2 separate regions of the Mus musculus genome follow, and region 2 is linked to region 1. A link is a contact called in public Hi-C data. All regions are on one chromosome and are shown on one strand. Each heading gives the region's core, a stretch centred on a gene start, on an enhancer-like site or on the middle of the called end of the contact. The rest is flanking DNA. Distances are from core to core; before and after follow the strand shown. Region 1 overlaps Fli1 (Friend leukemia integration 1). Region 2 overlaps Ets1 (E26 avian leukemia oncogene 1, 5' domain).

Region 1 (5,086 bases), core at 1,219-3,718:
GGTGTAGCCGCTATATGTCCCTTGGTTTGGCGGCTTTGAGATCCTACCATAGGCATCGGCAGCAGAAAGTCCATAGAATGAGATTTCAGTGACCCCAAACCCTAGACTTCCTTTGTTTCCTAAGGCACCATCAGAAGGAAAATCTGAGTCCTCTGAGTTCGGCCTACGCTGTGTACAGAGCCCTTCTTTGCTGCTGTGAAAGCCAGTGAATCAGCCGGGAGCCTGGAATCTGCTGCAGGTCCTCTGTATTGGCAGAGGGCTTCAGCTTCTCTTGTTGGCTCTTTACTCAGGCCTCCTCTCTACTCAATGAGCTCAGGAACAAGGCTTAGGGATGGTGAGATTGAGGAGGGACTGACTCATGTAGGTGGGCATCGGAGCTTTAGTCTGCATATGCATACTGCTCACCTGAAGAACTTAAGAATTTTTTCCCAAGGACTGTGGGATATTGAGGATAAAAGGAGATGCTATAAGTAGAGACCATTTAGATAGCACAGTGCCACACAGCGAGTGCTTAGTGCACGCTCATCAAAATGGAGTTAGGGATGGAGGGATCCTGTGGAGAATGGGTCTGCATTTCAACATGTATACACCCTAAAATTTCTCATGCTAACTTGGTTGGCCAACTCCTTCAATAGGGATAAGCTGTATGTTCCCATAAGGAATATTTTGCAGTTAAGTGTGGCAATGGCAAAATTGTGTGCAGAGCACTTTCTGATACAGCACCACATAATAAATGAGACTTCTAAAATTCTCATCTCCTCCTACTCTGAAAAGGCACAGGATGCATGTTGGGAAAATAAGTGAGCGAGCGAGCTCTTAGCACAAACATTTGGGAGGATAAGACTGAAACTTTTCCCAGCTTCTGAGTTCTGCTGAGATGCCAAGCTCTTCCTAAGAGCCCGATTTGCAGCGCAGAGGCGAGTGCCTCTATTTGAGCACTTTAAGAAAAAGTGTGGGGCAGTCGTGAGAAGCAGATGGCTCAGTGGGTAAAGTGCTTGCTGTGAAAGCATGGGGACATGCATTTAGAACCCCAGTGCCCACATAAAAGCCAGCAGTGGTGGTGACTACCTGTGTGGGGCTGGATAGCAGGCAAGCTTCAAGTTCAGTGTGAGACCTTGGCTCACAAGGTGGAGCATGATAAAGGTAAGATTCCCAAAGCTAACCTCCAACACACACACACACACACACACACACACACACACACACACACAAACACACACACACACACACACACACGAGTGCATCTGCACAAGTGTGCATCCACTACACAGATACACAGACACACACACACAAAGAAAACAAACAAAATGGTAAAGACCTCTATCCAGTGTGCTTTGTACCTGGTACAAGAAAGCCAAAAACAGTAAAAGAGGACCCAGGATTTTCTGAGCCTTGTGTGCAGGTTGGACCCTCTGGATGGCCCTGCATCTTCCACAGCAAGTTTGTATATCCCGCTAGCTTCCACCCTGGTCTCTTTCTTTGCCTTCCCCACTTATATACTGAGTCCCAAAGCCATTGTTCGTTCTCACTTCTGAAAGCTAAGCACACAGTGGCAGGCCCCAAGGCCTGCGGCTGTGTGTGCCTGAGATTAAGATTTTTATCTGCTCTCTGACAATGTGCAGAGGAAATCCTGTTCCTAAACTCAGGGCCGTGAGAGGAGCGCGGCCAGCAGTTCTTCCCTCCCACCTGGGAGAGAGATCAGGACACCTGACCTGCCAGGAACATGGGCTCATTGTTTATACATAGAAAAAGCTCTTTTCCGGTCTCAGTTAATCAACTCCTCTCCTACATTTTTTTCTTTGAGCCGCAGAGCATAACAGTCTCTTGGCAGAGCTGGGTTGGGGTCTTAATGTACTAGCAGATAAGGTCCCCACGGAGGAAATGCGAACTACTGTCTAGTAAGATTTAGGAAAGAGCTTTTCCACTCTCCGTGAACCAGGAGGTTCACAGGCAGCCATATCCTCACTGCATGGACCCAGTGTGGCTCTCAAGCACTAGGAGAAGACTCCGTGCTAAAGGGCGGGTTCTCTGGTGGTCAGAGATGAGGTTGTGGGAAGCTGTAGGCTCTTCTCTTTCCCTTTATCCCTAGGGCTTAGTGGGCAGCTACTCTCACAGACAAGCTCCGGGTGACAATTAGGGGACTAGTAGAAGGTCCCTATTTTGTATGTATGGCTTGTCATATTCCTGGCTAACGTAGGCAATGCAGGCGTGCTTGGTAGTTGGAGATGCCTGTTGCTACAGGAGGACACTGAGGACACACGCTCTTTCCCGGACTTGAAGGAAGATATCCTAAGACAGAACTGCCTGGGTGTCTACCCCCAACTCTGCTTTTCCTATCGCTCCTTTCACTGCAGAGCTGGAGTGGATCTGGATCATCTGCAAATCTGCCAGGATGCCCAGGGCTATGAGCAAGAAGAAGAAGGTGTAGAACTTGCTGGGGGCAGGTGCTTACTCCCACAGAAGCACTGCGGTTATAGAAGAAATGACGTGAGCAAAATATCAGTGTTAACTCTCAGAAAACTGCCCAGCAGCAGCAGAGGTGGGGTGGGGTGGGGAGGAGGATGGGGAGAGAAAGGAGAGAGAGGAGAGGGAGGGGAGAGAGAGGGGAGAGAGAACACCGTCTCTAGAAGTGACCTGCCTGAGACCTTGCCCTCTGGCCTCAGTACCTTCATCTTTACAAGGGAACACACAGAGGACTGCTGAGACCTCTGTCTCCAGCATCCCGCCCCCTGAATTAGAATTGTCATTGAACTGATGAAGTCATACTCTCCCTGCTGTAGCGGTAAGGGGAAGCTGGGAGTGTGAAGCCTTGGCCACCTCACCTCCAGGTGCAGGTGTGGCTGAGTTGTCGCTGCCTCATTCGCAGGGGCAAGAGAAAGAGCAGCAACAGTATTTCTGTGGAGGAAGTGTGTTGGTAAACCCCAAGACGCCAGAGTATGCACTTGGGCCTGCCCTGATTCATCTTAAAGCTGAGCTCTGACGAAGGCTCATGGGAGGACCACTTTTCTGTTTTGTCTTGTTTTGTTTCAGCTCATGGGGAAAATGGACTTGCTCATCAGTCTGGAACTGGACAGAGAGGAAGTGGCTCCTGGGTGGGAAGCTATACTTCTGCCGAGCACAGGACAGAGGAGAAAGTAGGAATGCCTCCCCTCCCTTCCCCTTCAACTCCTCCGGACAGGAATAAGGCAAGAAAGCCTGGCCTGAAGAACAGGAGCCCACCCTGCTGTGAGAGGAGCTTCAGCCAGCTTCAGGGATGGGGGTATGGATGCAGGGGTGTGCGAGAGCTGAGAAAGCATCTCTTCCTAGCTCCACAGTCAGAAACATCATCCTGGTAGCCTGGCATCAGCCTCAGAGCAACCATTTGCACCATGGAAATAGGTGAACACTACACAAATCCAGACGGTAGGTTGTTCCACGTTTATCAGCACACGTGTGGCTGGAAATTTCTGCTTCTCATTAACTCCATTCAGCGTTGAGCCATTCACTAAATCTTGGTAGTGAGGGCTCAGTCTGCAGCAGACTAGCCTCAGAGGCTGATATTTAGCTCTACAGACAAGCATCAATTAGATCCAGCCTTTGAGCTGTGTGCAGATCTGGGCTGACTTCATCACAGGAACACATGGAGACGGAGACCGATTGGCTGAGCTCAGGATCTAGGCACCCCCAAGCTACACTTTCCCTTTTGAGAACTTGAAGCCGTTTCCCCTAGCTGTCATTCTGGCCTGTGAGCAGTAGACCTTGTTTTCCCAACCACTCGAACACTCAGGAGCCCTTCTTTATCAGGTAAGGAACTAAACACTTTGTGTCCGTTATCTCCCTGTATTTCATCCTCACCAGAGCCTTATGAAATAATTTCCTCATTTTACAGTTCAGGGAGGTGAGACCTGTGAGGTTGACCAGATTATAAGTGGCCTCGCTCAGAGGTGAACTCAGACTTGACTGGATCCAGGGTGTGCTCGTTCCAAAGTGGGTGTGCCCAGACCACACTTCTGATGTCAATATCGAACATGACTCTTCCTTGAAAATTTACCTCAGTCCATTGATACTAACTCTGAACATGACTGTCAAGTGAGACACAGCTTCCAGGGCCACTGTGTAGCCACAGCACCCTTCCCAAAGACATGCCACCTCCCCCACAGTATATAGTTCCTCTTCCCTCTGCCCCAGCCATGGCCCTGCCCCTGCTTCAACCTCTACTGAAAACTTACTTCCTCCCTTGGAGCTTTCTCTCATTAACCCCACCCAGTGTTGGTCAATTCATCCACTTTGCTTTTATTCTAATAGGTAGTATTTAAATTCACCCCAGAATGCTTTTTCCTGTTTTTACCACTGGGGTGCATTGGGATTTTCTTCCTTAACCTGTCCCTCCTATTAAAGTCCTGCAAGATCTGTACCTGAGTCACCTGGCTAGGGCTATGTCTGTCTGTAGGCTTCCTATTCAGAGTGGAGAAGCTCTTGACCTGGTCAGATGACTCAAATATCTGTCTTGTTCTTGCCAAAGAGGCTCCTCTCAAGAACTATAAGCAGAAGGAGAAATAGTTCAAGCCAGACCTATCCAGCTTATGATATTCATATCAGAAGAAGCCTTTAAGGACTGCCTTGGTCCAGCCTGGGGACACATAGGATCTGTTCTTTCTAAGAGGGTCTTTCTCATTGCATTTCCCTCCTTAAATGCTTGGAATGATTTGTGCATAGAAAGGGATGATGGGGTGGCAATTTGAGGTGGGGTTTCAGGAGGCATCTTTCTGTCTTACTGTATATGTTTTAGAAGGGTAAATACGTAGGTGAGTATAGTGAGCATCTGTGGGGAGATGGAAGAGGATAGGTCTGACCCAGGAGTGGAATGGTAGGTATCTCTACCAGGCATGCCTCAGAAGCGACAGGTGATTTAGGCAGGAAGGATAGACCCCTCTGGTCTTCTGGATGAAGACAGCAGCAATGTGGCAGTTACAGCTGGGCTGCTTTGCATTCGAGAACCTGACTGTTTCAGAGGTCTCAGGCTGTGCCAGAGCCGCCACCACCACGAGGCTAAACTCCTGGCCAGACCTCCTCCTCCTCCATCTCCCCCCAACCTTGTCCTTAGTAC
Region 2 (5,086 bases), core at 1,343-3,842, 230 kb after region 1:
CTGTCATTCCTGCTGCTGCCCTGGCTGGCTACACAGGTAGGCACCCAGCCCCTCTCTAGGTGGCTAATTGCATGTTTCTGTGGGCCAGGTCAAGTGTAAGGCACAGAGACCCAGGGGCGTCCCTTTTTAGTTTTGTGAAGTGTAGATGTTTCTGAAGGGTCTTTAGTTTCAAGCCATTCTGCTTGTGAGAAGCCACTGATTTTTGGAAGCCAATAGTATCATTCATTCTCAAGGGTTCGCTTTTAAGAGTGGTGGAAATGTAACTTTTGAACTTCTTTCGTGTCTGGGGAAGGGACCTGTGATGACTGGGAGTTTCTGGGAACTGCCTCATGAGTAGTATGGAGGGACTTTTGCTGGCCTGCTCTGGGGAGACCTTTTCAAATACAAAACCAGACTTTTGCTGGCTTTCTCAAAGGCAGAGTTGAAGGGCCTGCATGCCAAAGAGTTTCACAGTCTGGTTATCATGGCAGCCTGCTGACTGAATGTAGGAACAGAGATCTCAGCCCTAGCCACCTCCTTCCTGGGCTTCCGTAGCCAAACACTTACCAACAACAGCAGCAATAGTAACGACAACAAGACCACCGCCACTACACTTTAGGATTGGTTTCCTTCCAGGTGTGAAAGCTATCGTTAGATTAGTAGGGATTTCAGAAAGAACCCAGAGAATGGATGAAGTTCACCAAGCTAGGGCTCGGATGAGAAGCTCATGGTTAGAGCCAGGCATTTCTCCATTCCAGTGAGCAGCAGCTCCTACGGACTTAACCTAGGAGCCTTGGGAGAGCTTGAGAAATATTCAAAAGCATCGCACAATCCGTGTGCTAAGCATCAGATCCCCTCTACAAGGCGGTAGTGCTTTCAGGGCTTACAGAGTGCACTTGAGAAGAGCCCTGGTTAACCTTTGTTAGTCCGATGTTGTTTTGTGCCATCCTCTTAAGATGTCTTCCACTGGACAGGCGTGGGCTCTGTGTGCCTGGAGATGGGCAGCAGACATGGCGGTTCTGTTGACATAACTGAAATTTTTTTCAAGTGGGATAGAATAGTCTTGGAATTTTTCTGAAAATTAAGAGATCCTTAAAAGTGAAATTTATATACTTAGAAAAATTATTCCTCCTTTCAAGATCAAGAATATGTTCCCTATATTGCACTCCACAAAGCCCCTAGCTAGGGTAGTCATTGCATCAAAGGGTGCCCAGGAATTAAATCCATGATTGGGAGTGGCAGCAAGGACCAAATGAAGAATCATGAGAAAAGGACAAACTTGAGCACCTTCTTTTTTTAAAAAAAAAAGATATTAGTAGGGGGCCTTGGCACATTTCAAGAGGATCTTTTCCTGTCTCTGGAGAGCACATTATTGTGAAATTCACTCATTTTCATTGAAGATATCCGAGATGAGAAAGAGTACAAGAAGTCTTTCAAAGTGTAGAAGAGTGGAAGACTTTGCAATTGAGACTAGTCTCTCTCCATCTGGATGCCATGATGGAGTGGGGAGGGGAGAGGGCTGCTTAGAGGAAAGGACAAAAGCTAGGGTAGTGCTCAGATAATAGAGGGGAGGGGAGGGGAGGGGAGGAGGGGAGAGGGAGGAGGGGAGGGGAGGGGAGGAGAAGGGAGGGGGAAGGGATCATCATCCCTTCACTTTCTCAAAGACTAAGCCCTTCCAAATGAAAAAAAAATGAAGGCTTGTCCACATTTAGATTCTATTTTTTTTTTTTTTTACAATTATGGATTTAACTTTTTCAAACTCCAGTAGTAGTGAGAACAATAGACCAGAAACCAGAAGTTCCCTGCACTCTCTCTCAGCTTTCACACACTGTGTGATTTTAGGCAAATTCACCTTGTACCTTTTTCTACTTTAGTGAAGTAGAACTGTTCACCCTTATCCCGACAGTGGGGGACGTGTGAAAGCACAGTTGAACCAAATCGATTAAATAAATGAGTGCTAGACATTGCGCTAGACATGGTGAGAAGAAAGCCCTACTTGTAATAAATTGATTATTTCAGAAAATGAGCACCAACTGGGTGTGGATAAGACACCACCCCCACCCCCACCCCAAGCAGAGTCAGTCTTATCCAGTTTATTCTACACGTCCTTAGACTTGAACTAGAATCTCTTGTTGCTGTGGTCTAAATAATGGTTGGGATTTGTTAGGTGTGATAGCAGACCAAATTTTGGCAGTTTCCCCCATGATCTCTGTCTTCAGGGAACACTTCCTGCCTCCACTACAGGTTCCCTGAGTCTGTGACCTGGTGGCCCCATCCCAGAAATAGGGGTGGACAAGGGATGGAACGCATCTGCCTTGTGTTGTCTCTTACCTGAGGTGATGGCTGCAAATGGGGATCTAACTTCATGCAGGCATGTTAGGATGACCTGGCATTTGGAAAGTACTTAGAGAAGTGGAAATCACTAGGTAACTGTTGGCAGTGCTCTTGACATGTGTATAAACACTGCACTAGTTTCCTGTCTCTCGTTCTGTCCCCTTTCTGTCCTATAAAATTCAGTTGCTGAAGCTTGTGTGTGACCTATAATAGGGGCACTCAGACTTCTGCACCATGGCTACCTGGTCTGGACTACATACATGTGCTTATCATGGCTGCCTGGCCTGGACCACGTGCATGTGCGTATGTGTACCTAAGTGAGAAGAGCATCTCACCACACCCCTAGACGAGGGACTGAGGTTTCAGTCCTTCCTGCCTCTACAGGAATACGTTCTCCTCCTTCCTGTGAGATCTTAGTTACTGCACTGTAAGTGTGGAAATCAGTTAGAGATGGAATTTTCACATTCTCTTGCACAGTTACATTCTTCCTTCAAAGATAAGAAAATTGCACCAACCTTAGCAGGGCTCCCATGGCAACTTGTTAAATTAGGTCGAGATGTGGGGGCAGATAACATGGCTTGAAAGAAAGCCTGCCTTGCCTGTTAGCTGAGTGAGGGCTACATCAAGCACAATGTTGGCTTCCGCCGAGACGTACCTCCTTACCGTACTGTTTACGGTTATCAGACTGACACAGTCGAAAAGCTCCATTTTCTCTTGTTCATAGGTGCATGCTCAGTCCCTTCTAATTACAACACTGAGAGCCAGCCCCATGCTCACTGTTGTCTGTATTCCTTGTAACCTTAGAAAAATGCTGAGCACTCAGAGTGTGCTTACACGCTGAGATAATCAATTTGTTATCATTATGAGTCCCTTTTGCCTGTGTCTAGCACAATGTGTAATACGCATCTATTCAATTCATTGATTTAGGTGTAGGGATAGGATAATACTTCATTGTTAAATAGTAGTCTCCTTTCCTCCCTGTCAGTCTGGCCCCATTTTAGAGATAGTGAAACTGAGCACAAAGAGCATGCTTTATCCAAGGTCAGGTAATTTTGCTCTGCAAGAAGGTGGCTCCTTAATGAATTTTAAGTGCTGCATGCCTTGCTTGAATGCACCATCTGTTCTTCATGTTAAGGAATGGGAACACTCCTTGAGTAGCCTCATGTCTTTCACAGAGGGATTAAGACCCAGGTGGCCCCTTGTCACTAATTAACACTTCATACATACATGTGACTGAGGGGAAGGGGGAAGGGTAAGAGCTGGTTTTGGCTTCAGTACAGAGTTCTGGGCCTGTGAATCACCATTATTGAACTTTATTCCCTATTCCTAGTCACAGTCACCGATAAAGGCCCATTCATAACCCAGCTGCAGGTGACCTACTGGAAATCCATGTCTGGGTATGTCATCACCCACTAAGCTGTAATTACGAAGGAAGAAAGTCTCTTTTTCATCTAGAGCCTGGAAAAAGACTATACCTAAAGCCATTCATTAATGACCAATTTGGAAGAATGTTTTATATTCCTTCCTTCTGTCTCTCCCCCCACTCCTCTCTCTGAGAGACTTAGAGGGAAAACTGTCCCAGATGTCCCACTGTGGGTCCTCTTACATTGCCTTTGGTCAGAATGAATGCTATTCTGTCCATTGCACAGATGAGAGGAGAGCAGCCTAAGTCACACAAATCCCCAGGTCAAACTCACAACCCCTGAGGTTTGATTATAGTTGAGTTTTAGCATATAGTAACCTAAAACTACTGATGAGACACTGAGAGAATAAACAACTTGGCTACAAAAGGAAGGTCTGCCAAGCCCCTCAGTTGAGGACATGGCCTGTGACTTTGGCATAACATCTACACTCACAGTCTTCTGAAGAAAACTGAGTTGCAAAATAGGCTGCGTTGTGCTAGGGCCCAACAGGGTTGGCAGTGTTGGGAAGCTCTTGACCGGCCCAAGCTAGCAATAAGGAAGAAAGAGACAGCTTGCTAAGTTTGTAATGTAGCATGCATCTGTGTAGATTTCTGATATTCCAAACAGGTTAGGAAAGGTGGCACTTTCTACCATGTTACCCTGAACTAGGCTCATGCTGTAATCTTTCCATGCAAATGCTGCTGGCATAAGGCAATGAGAGGATGCTAGCATTGATATAGGCTGACTTGTCAGAATGGGGAGAGACCCAGGTTGCAAGCACTGAGCATTGGCCTCTTTTCCAGAAGCCAGAGATGGCCAGGTAATGACTTATCTGAGCTTCGTTCTGGCCAGGCTGGAGCTAATTCAGGCTTGTCAAAGGCAGTGCAGTGTGAGTGTGGAGTGTCCCTGGGCAGAGTCTCCATAGGGAAGAAGGAAGCTAGGAACAAGAAGGATGGAGACCATCTCCCTTCCTGAGCTTAAGGTGACTGTGATGGGTGAGCTGCAGGAAAGTGAATGGAATCTTCCTGCCCAACAGTAGCCCTGAGGCCCGAGGGACTGATCCTCAGTCACTGTGTAGCCCGATGGCAGGTCCCAGGGTCTCACCAAGGTGGGTTTGAGCATCTGAGTGGAGTCCTGGGTTGATTAGCATGCTGTTCATGTCAGCATATAGGTCAATGGAGAACCGCTTTGGAGGATCAGGGAGGAAAATTCCCAGGAATGGAAGTGGGTGGGAGGAGAGCGGCTCTCTGCAGCCTGCAGAGCCACCTCACAGGTCCTGCCTCTCAGCCGGTTAGTGCAGTGACAACGGTTAATCATTCCCCACCAGCAGAGGAATTCCTATGGTTGGAGGCTTTGGCCGCACGGTTGTT

The links. A called contact is a pair of places that touch in the nucleus more often than the background predicts.
Region 2: a contact with region 1 is called in a Hi-C map of CD8 T cells, with 4 times the contacts expected there. The contact joins two enhancer-like sites. A contact is called at or near these places in 11 of 484 Hi-C or Micro-C datasets (CD4 T cells, CD4 single positive thymocytes, CD8 T cells and 2 more) and 4 of 115 datasets of contacts at active chromatin or transcription factors (bone marrow-derived macrophages, double positive thymocytes, microglia and 1 more).

Annotation. Positions count from the first base shown.
Region 1 is chr9:32,504,718-32,509,803 of GRCm38.p6, forward strand. All of the region lies in intron 1 of Fli1 (Friend leukemia integration 1), which reads right to left. Among named protein-coding and RNA genes, the nearest start is that of Fli1, 34 kb to the right of the region's middle. Within about 2 kb of position 2,469, at least 134 of the 459 cell types and tissues checked have an H3K27ac peak or open chromatin away from gene starts, as enhancers often do. A contact at or near this core is called in CD8 T cells, double positive thymocytes, regulatory T cells and 1 more, where this site is marked.
Region 2 is chr9:32,738,324-32,743,409 of GRCm38.p6, forward strand. Ets1 (E26 avian leukemia oncogene 1, 5' domain) reads left to right here. Exons shown (of 10, transcript NM_001372534.1): 8 at 1-36. Among named protein-coding and RNA genes, the nearest start is that of Gm3331, 42 kb to the right of the region's middle. Within about 2 kb of position 2,593, at least 35 of the 459 cell types and tissues checked have an H3K27ac peak or open chromatin away from gene starts, as enhancers often do. A contact at or near this core is called in CD8 T cells, double positive thymocytes, regulatory T cells and 1 more, where this site is marked.